Linked DNA regions of Mus musculus: region 2 is linked to region 1. Evidence: chromatin contacts called from public HiChIP or PLAC-seq data. All regions are on one chromosome and are shown on one strand. The core of a region is the stretch at or near the end of the contact, and the rest is flanking DNA. Distances in the headings are between cores, read along the strand shown.

Region 1 (4,176 bases), core at 1,633-4,132:
GTCTACATAGTGAGGGCTTGTCTCAAAACATTAATTAATTTTAACTGTGTAAAATAAGAATTCAGACCCTCACCTCCAGACGAACTGGCATAGGATTGGCCATGATTTTCAAGAACATTTACCTCCACAGGCAAATCTGCTTGTACATTTGTTCTCAAAGTACCAGAGGACAAATGGGTGTCCTAGCAGCTTCAAAAAGCTGCACACTTAGAGCTGTTGCTCCATGGCAGATTGCTTGTGCCACTTGTCCAAGGCCCCGGGTTCCACCCTCGGAGCTACAAAAGGAAGTTTGGAGTCAGGAGTGGTATTACGTGCCGGTAATGGTAATTCCACCACTTGGGGAATAAAGACAGAAGGATCAGGAGTTTAGATTCACCCTCAAGTTGTTTAGTGAATTTGAAACCAGCCTAGGTTATATGAGAACCTGGTCCCAAAGTTAGGGGAAGAAAAGGAAAAGAAAGGGGAAAGGGGAACGGGGAACGGGGAAAGGGGAACGGGGAACGGGGAAAGGGGAACGGGGAACGGGGAAAGGGGAAAGGGGAACGGGGAACGGGGAAAGGGGAAAGGGGAAAGGGGAACGGGGAAAGGGGAAAGGGGAAAGGGGAAAGGGGAAAGGGGAAAGGGGAAAGGGAAAAGGGAAAAAAAGGGAAAAGGGAAAAAAAGGGAAAAGGGAAAAGGGAAAAGGGAAAAGGGAAAAGGGAAAAGGGAAAGGAGGCAAGGAAAAGAAGAGGAGGGAGGGCAGATAGAACTGATCAAGGGCAGAAGTGGGTCCTGAGACCGAATTGGCCACAGTCCAGAAGAGAGTGACCATTCTTTAGCTGGGAGGGTCCAGTGAGCCTCCCCCAAGACCATCATCCTCTGCCTGGCTCTGCTCTGGGAAGCTGAACTCTGTGGGTCACAGGAGAAGGTCCCTCTGAGCACATGCCTGTACCCCTGCCTCTTAGCCCTCTTGACATAGCAGTGGATTAGGACAACGCAGCTAGAGTTGGAAAGGGAGGAAGGGACCGCCAGGAACTTCTTCCTCTCTTCCGCACCACCTCTTTTAAGCCCAAAGTCTCTGCTGAGGGCATTTTCCCTGGCCCAGGAACCTCCCACTTCAACCAAGTGACAGAATCTATATTCACATCTTCATAGCTGCACGGTGCCTCTCAAAGGCAGGAACACTAACCTGTCTCGGGACTGAATCTTTGCTAAATTGAAGAGGATTTGAACCCCAAATTATTTTCAGTATAATTATCATAATTTCAGTATAAAGCTGCTGTTTCTGCTATTGTGGTGGCAGTCATCTTTAATCCCAGCACTGGGGAGGCAGAGGCAGGTGGATCTCTGAGTCCAAGGCCAGCCTGGTCTACAAAGTGAGTTCCAGGACAGCCAGGGCCACATTCTGAGATTGTTTGAAAGCAAAATAGAACATGTTCTACCCAGGGAGAGGAAACATTAGAGCATTTGTCCCTGAACTGCAAACAGGCTTTGAAGTATAGGGTTACTTCCTTGTAACTATATTTTTTTTTGGAAGAATTATTTTATATACTTGAGTACATTGTAGTTGTCTTTAGACACACCAGAAGAGGGCATCAGACCCCATTACAGATGGTTGTGAGCCACCATGTAGTTGCTGAGAATTGAACTCAGGACCTCTTAATCACTGACCCATCTCTCCAGCCCCCCTTGTAACTTTCGATTTGCCTGAGGAAGACCTTGAACTCCCATCCTGCCTCCACCTCCCAGGATTACAACCTTTGGTTTGCTGGTTTTCTTAGATTTAAAAGACATGACATTCTTTTACATATTCCTGGGGTCAGAGTGACATTTCAGTCTGGTAGACACTGTGGTCAGACTGAGACAAACGGCGTTGCCATCATAGGAAACATTATCATCATTTCTTCACATCAGGGAGTGCGCAAATCCTTGCAATTAGCTATTCTGAAATACACCATTAATTGCTGTCAGCCACAATCATCCTCCCGTGCTACAGAACATTAGGTTCCACAGCCCCCATCACACTGCACCCTGAGCTCATTCATCATTTCCCCCCGTCCTCCGCAGTATGCATACTTCTGATCAGAATGGTACTCGGGATATTAAATATTTAGCTGGGCCTCACGTGACATGGAAAAAAAAAGCTGTGGTAACTGTGATTTGACAAAATTGGGAGGAGAGAACCTCGACTAAGGAATTGCCTCTGTCATTCTGGACTGTGGGCAGACTGAACTATAGTTGGGCCCAGTCTACTGTGGGTGGTGCCATCCCTAGGCTAGGGATGCAAAGGTGGGGGGTGGGCCAAGCCAGAGAGCGAACAGAGAGCAAGGCAGCAGTAAATGGTATTCCTACGGTGTCTATTTCAAGCTCCTGGAATTCCTGCCTTGGTTTTCCCTTGATGATAGATACTGTCTGCCAAATAAATCCTTTCCTTTCCAAGCTGTCTTTAGTCAAGGTGTGTATCACAGCAAATGCAGTTTCTGGAATCTGGACTAGGTAGGGGAGGGGCATCTGCAGTGTAAGCTCCAGGACCAAGGACACCAAGCAGAAGTGAGATGGGACCACACAGCAGGCACTTGGGCCAGGAACTTCTCTGTGGAATGGCAACCTAGTTTAATCCATGGCCTCCTCGCTGTAGAATTTGGCCCTTCAAGCAAAACAGCCGCCATCTTCATTGGATCAGCCTGCTTACAAGTCCCTCACATGTGGATTCTGTATGGATTGTTGAACCTCCCTCAGAGGCAAAGCGTGAGAAGCGCCCTCAGTCTCCCTAGCCTTCCACTGGCAGCTCTTAACTTGAGATGGCCTCAAGGTCTCAGCAGCTGCTAGGGTACAAAAGGCTGAGGAAGGTAACTGATTGGGGCTCCATCTATGCAGTTATCCAGAGCCATCACCCATGCTGGGTGTGGACTCCAGGACCACCCACATTGCCAGTCACCCCTCAGCCACACTCTGTAAGGTGCCCAGTACTTCACTGGCCGCCCAGAGTGAACTCTGATGAACTTGTACTCTGGTTTGCCATTGGGACTGAATGAGACAAGGACAAGTACTGAGCGTGTCTCCACCGGGGAAGCACTGCTCTCACCTGCTCATCTTGGAGGGGCATAACACCAGTAGGCTCTTTCACAGCGGCTCTAAAAGGATGTCACACTGCCCACCATGTACAGCCCAGGATCTCAGGAGAATGTGAACTAAGGCAAAGGGGCCAGGAGTCGCCCGTTCTGAGGTCTCCCGGCTGCTCTTCCTCACCCCATCAGGTCTCAGCCCCCTCAGGCACCTTCAGTAGTAACATCCCATTAACTCCCTCTGACGTGTGGCCCGGGAGGAGTGGGCATGCTTCTCCTGGCTAACTGGTACCATGTCAGGTGGTTTTGGTTATTGCTCACCTGTCTGGCATGGTTCACAGCCTTGCATTTAAAAGGCAATCTGTATTTTCTGGAGAGTCACATGCCTGGGTAGATTGCATCATTTTCATGATGCACCTGGGCTAGACCCTAAGGCCCATGACATGTTATAGTGTAAGTACCCCCAATGCCTTCCCCTCCAACAGAGAACAAACAAGTACCTACTTGGGTGGTCATGAAGTGATTTCTTCCTGTCCAGAACACGCTGAGGTCGGAGGGTGGGGGCCTAGAGCGGGCGGGCACGGCTCAGCAGCAGGAAGCCTCTCTGTACTGCTGGGCGGGCTCAGTGATGAAGACAGAACCCTTGCTTTGAACATGACTCGTCCTGGGAACACCAAGGTTCCCAAGAGCAGTGCTGTCCCTCGGCATAAACACCTTAACACTGCTCAGCCAACCCTGTGTCCTGGTCACTCCCACAGTTTGGGTCTTTATTCCCTCCCAAGTCCTTCTGGGCAGAGCTCCTGCCTGTCCTTAGAGGCCACTCGCTGCAGTTCTGTGGCTCCCACACAGAACCTGGGATGACGGGCCAACTGAGCCACCGTCCCACTTCTTCCCACCACTCCTTCCCCACACACGACAACAGACCAAATGACAAATACTGTAATACAAGAAAATGATTTTATTCTAATTTTTAGTTCCAGACAGCTCACAAATCCACTGCCTCTGACAATACCCAGAGTATATGCAGATACACTCATGGCACAGCTGGGGAAACTTGAGGTTTCTCTACACAAACTATTCTGTTAATGTCGCTTAAAAATCCAGACTACATGATATGCGTGGGCAAAAAGTC
Region 2 (3,964 bases), core at 594-3,093, 62 kb after region 1:
GTTGTCTTCCGACCTACAAATGCCTACCATGACATGGGCCCACACACAATGAAGAAATACATGTTTAAAAAAAAAAAATGAGCTGATGAGATGGCTCAGTGGGTAGGAGCACCCGACTGCTCTTCCGACAGTCCGGAGTTCAAATCCCAGCAACCACATGGTGGCTCACAACCATCCATAATGAGATCTGACTCCCTCTTCTGGAGTGTCTGAAGACAGCTACAGTGTACTTACATATAATAAATAAATAAATAAATAAATCTTTAAAAAAAACTTTCAATAATAAAAATCAGGACTCTCCCCGCCCCCAACGCAAAAAAAAACAAACAAACAAAAAAAAAAAAAAAAACAAAAAACAAAAAAAAAAAACAGCTCATATTTGTGTAATGCCATTAATCTAAAATCCTAAGAAAGGTAGCAACAGAACCGTGGTCGGAGGGAAAGCAGAGGACTGGTAAGACCAAGCTGAGGGAAACCTCACCAGGAGTCGTGGATATGTTCATTATCTTGACTGCTGTAATGGTCTCAAGTATACGCATAAGTCAAGGTTTAATCAAACTGTCCGCCGAATCAGGTGCAACTTATCTCAATAAAAATGTTGGTTTTTTTGTTTTGTTTTGTTTTGTTTTTTGTTTTTGTTTTTCGAGACAGGGTTTCTCTATGTAGCCCTGGCTGTCCTGGAACTCGCTTTGTAGACCAGGCTGGCCTCGAACTCAGAAATCTGCCTGCCTCTGCCTCCCAAGTGCTGGGATTAAAGGCGTGCGCCACCACGTCGGGCTTAAAGCTGATTTTAAAACTAAACAAGTCCTTATAGTGTGATCCGGCCTGTAACCCCAGCGCTAAAGGGGTTGAGATAAAGGGGAAATGTACACTGGATGCTAACCTGGGCAACACAGTGAGAGACTTGCACCTCTTACCAGGTAACATGCCACAATGTACTTCATCCTGAAAACTCAATTTGGTCATGTTTAGGAAAGGGATTCCACCACCCACCTCGTACCACTGCGGTACGCGTTAAGCTGGCTTCTAGTAAGAGCAAAGTCAATGTCACTAATGGAGTCTCGTTACCCTGAAGTGGAAACTCACTCATTCGCCTCCAATCTAAGCTTCAAATCCTGTCCTGTGACGAGCACGTTATTCCCGAGCCTCAGTTTCCACATTCGTCAAACAGAGGGGACAATCCCACGGCCAGATACGGTTCCCTTTCCTCCCACCTTTCAAAGCAAAGATCACAGTGGGGAGGGAACACTCCCAGCCGCTGCAGAGAGCTTCAGTTTTCCCACTTCTGGCACTTGGGGGCGAGGGCGAAGACGCAAAAAGGGGGCACCTGAAAGGGTCCTGTGTGAAGGCCCCGCGGTGGCCCGGGCGCCTCCCCGAGCGCGCGGGGTTATTTCGGAATCCCCAGGAGGCGACGCTCATGAGGCAATGGGTCAGGAATGCGGCGGCCGGCCGGGGCCGCGGGTGTCCCCACGGGCATCCCGGGCCGCGGGAGCAGGAACTCGGGGCGGCAGGAAATGAATGGGGACCCGCGGGCGGGGCGGCGGGGAAGCCAAGCCGACGGGGAGTCCCCGGTGTGACCCCCGGCGGCCCGCGCAGTCCAGAGGCAGCGGGGACCCAGGCCGCGGCCCGGCCCCTGCGGGCGGCTCACCTCCGCGATGTCATGTTCCTCCCGTCTCCGGCTCCGCACGGACCCGCTGCTCGCTCAGGCTCCGCGGGGTACCGTCACATGGAGGGGGCCCGAGCGAGGCCCCGCTCCGGAGCCGACACGGGTGCGGGCAGAGCCGGCCGGCCGCGCGCGCACAACCCCCTGCCAGGCCTGGATCCCGGACACTGCGCGGCCGCCCCGCCGCCCGGCTCGCTCCGCCCTCGCCCGCGCCCCCGCCCCTGGCCGCCGGCGCCTGCGTGACGTCATCGCGCGCCGCCGCCACGGCCACTATCTGCTTCCGGTTTGCGGGGCCCTGAGCAGTGCTAGGGAGTTTGGTGTGGGATTCCTCCTCTGAATCGGTGCGGCTACACCCGTGAACGCCTGGACGATTCTTCTAAACGGGGACGTCGCACATAGGTGCGAGGACACAATACACAATATGCATCCAGGGCGGCTGCACACGGGAAAAGAAGCAAACAAATAAGGGAGGGGGAACACGAGTTCGATTCCCAACACCTACCTGTATGGGGCAGCCCACAACCTTCTGTAAATTTGGTTCTACCGGATCCGCCGTTCTCTTCTTGTGGCTCCTCGGGCACTGCACTCACGGGCACATATCCATACACATAATGTTTTATGATTTACTCCTTTTGCCCGGCAAGGTGGCGTACGCCTTTAATTCCAGCACTAGGTAGGCAATAGCAAGTGGATCACTGTGAAATCGAGGCCAGCCTGGTCTGTATAGTGAGTTCCAGGACATCTAAGTAGGGAGACCCTGTCAAAAAGAAATATATATTACTTTTTTTTTTTTTTTTTTTGGTTTTATGAGACGGTTTCTCTGTGTAGCCCTGGCTGTCCTGGAACTCACTCTGTAGACCAGGCTGGCCTCAAACTCAGAAATCTGCCTGCCTCTGCCTCCCGAGTGCTAGGATTAAAGGCATGCGCCACCACGCCCGGCTAGAAATATATATGTATATATATATATATTACTTTGTATTTTTTAATGTTTAGTGTATTAGTGGTTGCCTTGCATGTAAGTATGTGTGTAACTGCATGAGTGCCTAGAGCCCAAGATCTGAAAAGAACAACAGTTCCTGGAACTGGAGTTACAGGCAGTTGTAAGCTGTCATGTGGGTGCTGGAAACAAAACTTAAGACCTCTGAAAAAGCACTCAGTATTCTTAACTGCTGAGCCATCTCACCAGCCTCTCCCGTTGAATATTTTTTGTTTTGTTTGTTTATGAGAAAAGAGACAACCTATGTACCACGGCCATACTTTTACAACTTGAACTAAAATTAACACAAATGTTTTTTGCAGTTTCACCCATACCGGGATTAGCAATCCTAACAAGTGATCCTTTTTCTAAATTAAGAAATCTGACCTTTTCACTTCAAAGAAACACTTCATAACTTCTCCTTCCAAATGTCCAAATTGTTAGTACCAGTACGCTGCTACGGGGGTTGGGGAGGGGGACTTTGTTAGATGAATGTGGCTTTCTTGAACAGCTCCATCTTAATGAAGTGTAAAGTTATGAAACTGATGAACTAGAAGCTACATAGATGGATCAGCAGATAAGAGAGTTAGCTGCCCAAAAGTCAGGCAGTGGTAGTGCATGCCTTTAATCCCAGCACTTGGGAGGCAGAAGCAAGTGGATCTCTGAGTTCGAGGCCAGCCTGGTCTACAGAGTGAGTTCCAGGACAGTCAGGGCTATACAGAGAAACCCTGTCTCAGAGAGAGAGAGAGAGAGAGATTGAGAGAGAGAGAGAGAAATAGTTGCTCCTCAGAGGACTAGGTTTCAATTCCCAGCACCAACCTGGCTACTTATAACTAACTATCTTATCTCCAGCTCCAAAGGACCAGACACCCTCTTCTAGCCCAGTGAGCACCTGCATGCACCCACACACAGATTTTTTAAATTAAATTGGTGAACTATTTCTGAAACTTTCCAATTTCATGGCTTCAGACTGCAGTTGGCTGTGGATAACAGGGAAGGCAAAACTCTGGAAAGCAAAAGGAACTAACAACATGATCATTTTTTATTATTTTATTTTGTTTTTTCCAGCCAGAGTCTTACTATGTAGTTCTGGCTGGCCCTGGAACTCACTAAATAGACCAGGCTGGCCTCAAACTCAGAGGTCCACCTGCCTCTGCCTCCTGAGTGCTGGGATTAAAGGTGTTGGCTATCATGCCTGGCTATGACCATTTCTTTAATTTCATTTATTATTATTACTGGGAGGAGGGGCATGGAGCAAGTACATGCCTCAGAATGTGTGTGTGGAAGTCAGGGAACACCTTTAGAGTCAGTCCCAGGGATCTAAC

Evidence for each region. HiChIP or PLAC-seq counts read pairs in DNA pulled down with a chosen protein or histone mark.
Region 2: a contact with region 1 is called in an H3K4me3 HiChIP or PLAC-seq map of embryonic stem cells, with 29 read pairs. The contact joins the promoter of Ptpn11 here to the enhancer-like site in region 1. A contact is called at or near these places in 4 of 39 promoter capture datasets (HPC-7-derived erythroid cells, embryonic stem cells, hippocampal neurons and 1 more), 5 of 484 Hi-C or Micro-C datasets (the G1E-ER4 cell line, differentiating embryonic stem cells, female germline stem cell-derived STRA8 germ cells and 1 more), 5 of 115 datasets of contacts at active chromatin or transcription factors (the HPC-7 cell line, the SCID.adh cell line and embryonic stem cells) and 4 of 9 other capture datasets (adipose tissue, embryonic stem cells, liver and 1 more).

Annotation. Positions count from the first base shown.
Region 1 is chr5:121,126,554-121,130,729 of GRCm38.p6, forward strand. It overlaps Ptpn11 (protein tyrosine phosphatase, non-receptor type 11), which reads right to left. Exons shown (of 16, transcript NM_001109992.1): 16 at 3,980-4,176. Among named protein-coding and RNA genes, the nearest start is that of Ptpn11, 63 kb to the right of the region's middle. Within about 2 kb of position 2,883, at least 6 of the 459 cell types and tissues checked have an H3K27ac peak or open chromatin away from gene starts, as enhancers often do. A contact at or near this core is called in embryonic stem cells, where this site is marked.
Region 2 is chr5:121,189,554-121,193,517 of GRCm38.p6, forward strand. It overlaps Ptpn11 (protein tyrosine phosphatase, non-receptor type 11), which reads right to left and starts at 1,844. Exons shown (of 16, transcript NM_001109992.1): 1 at 1,649-1,844. The coding sequence starts at 1,662.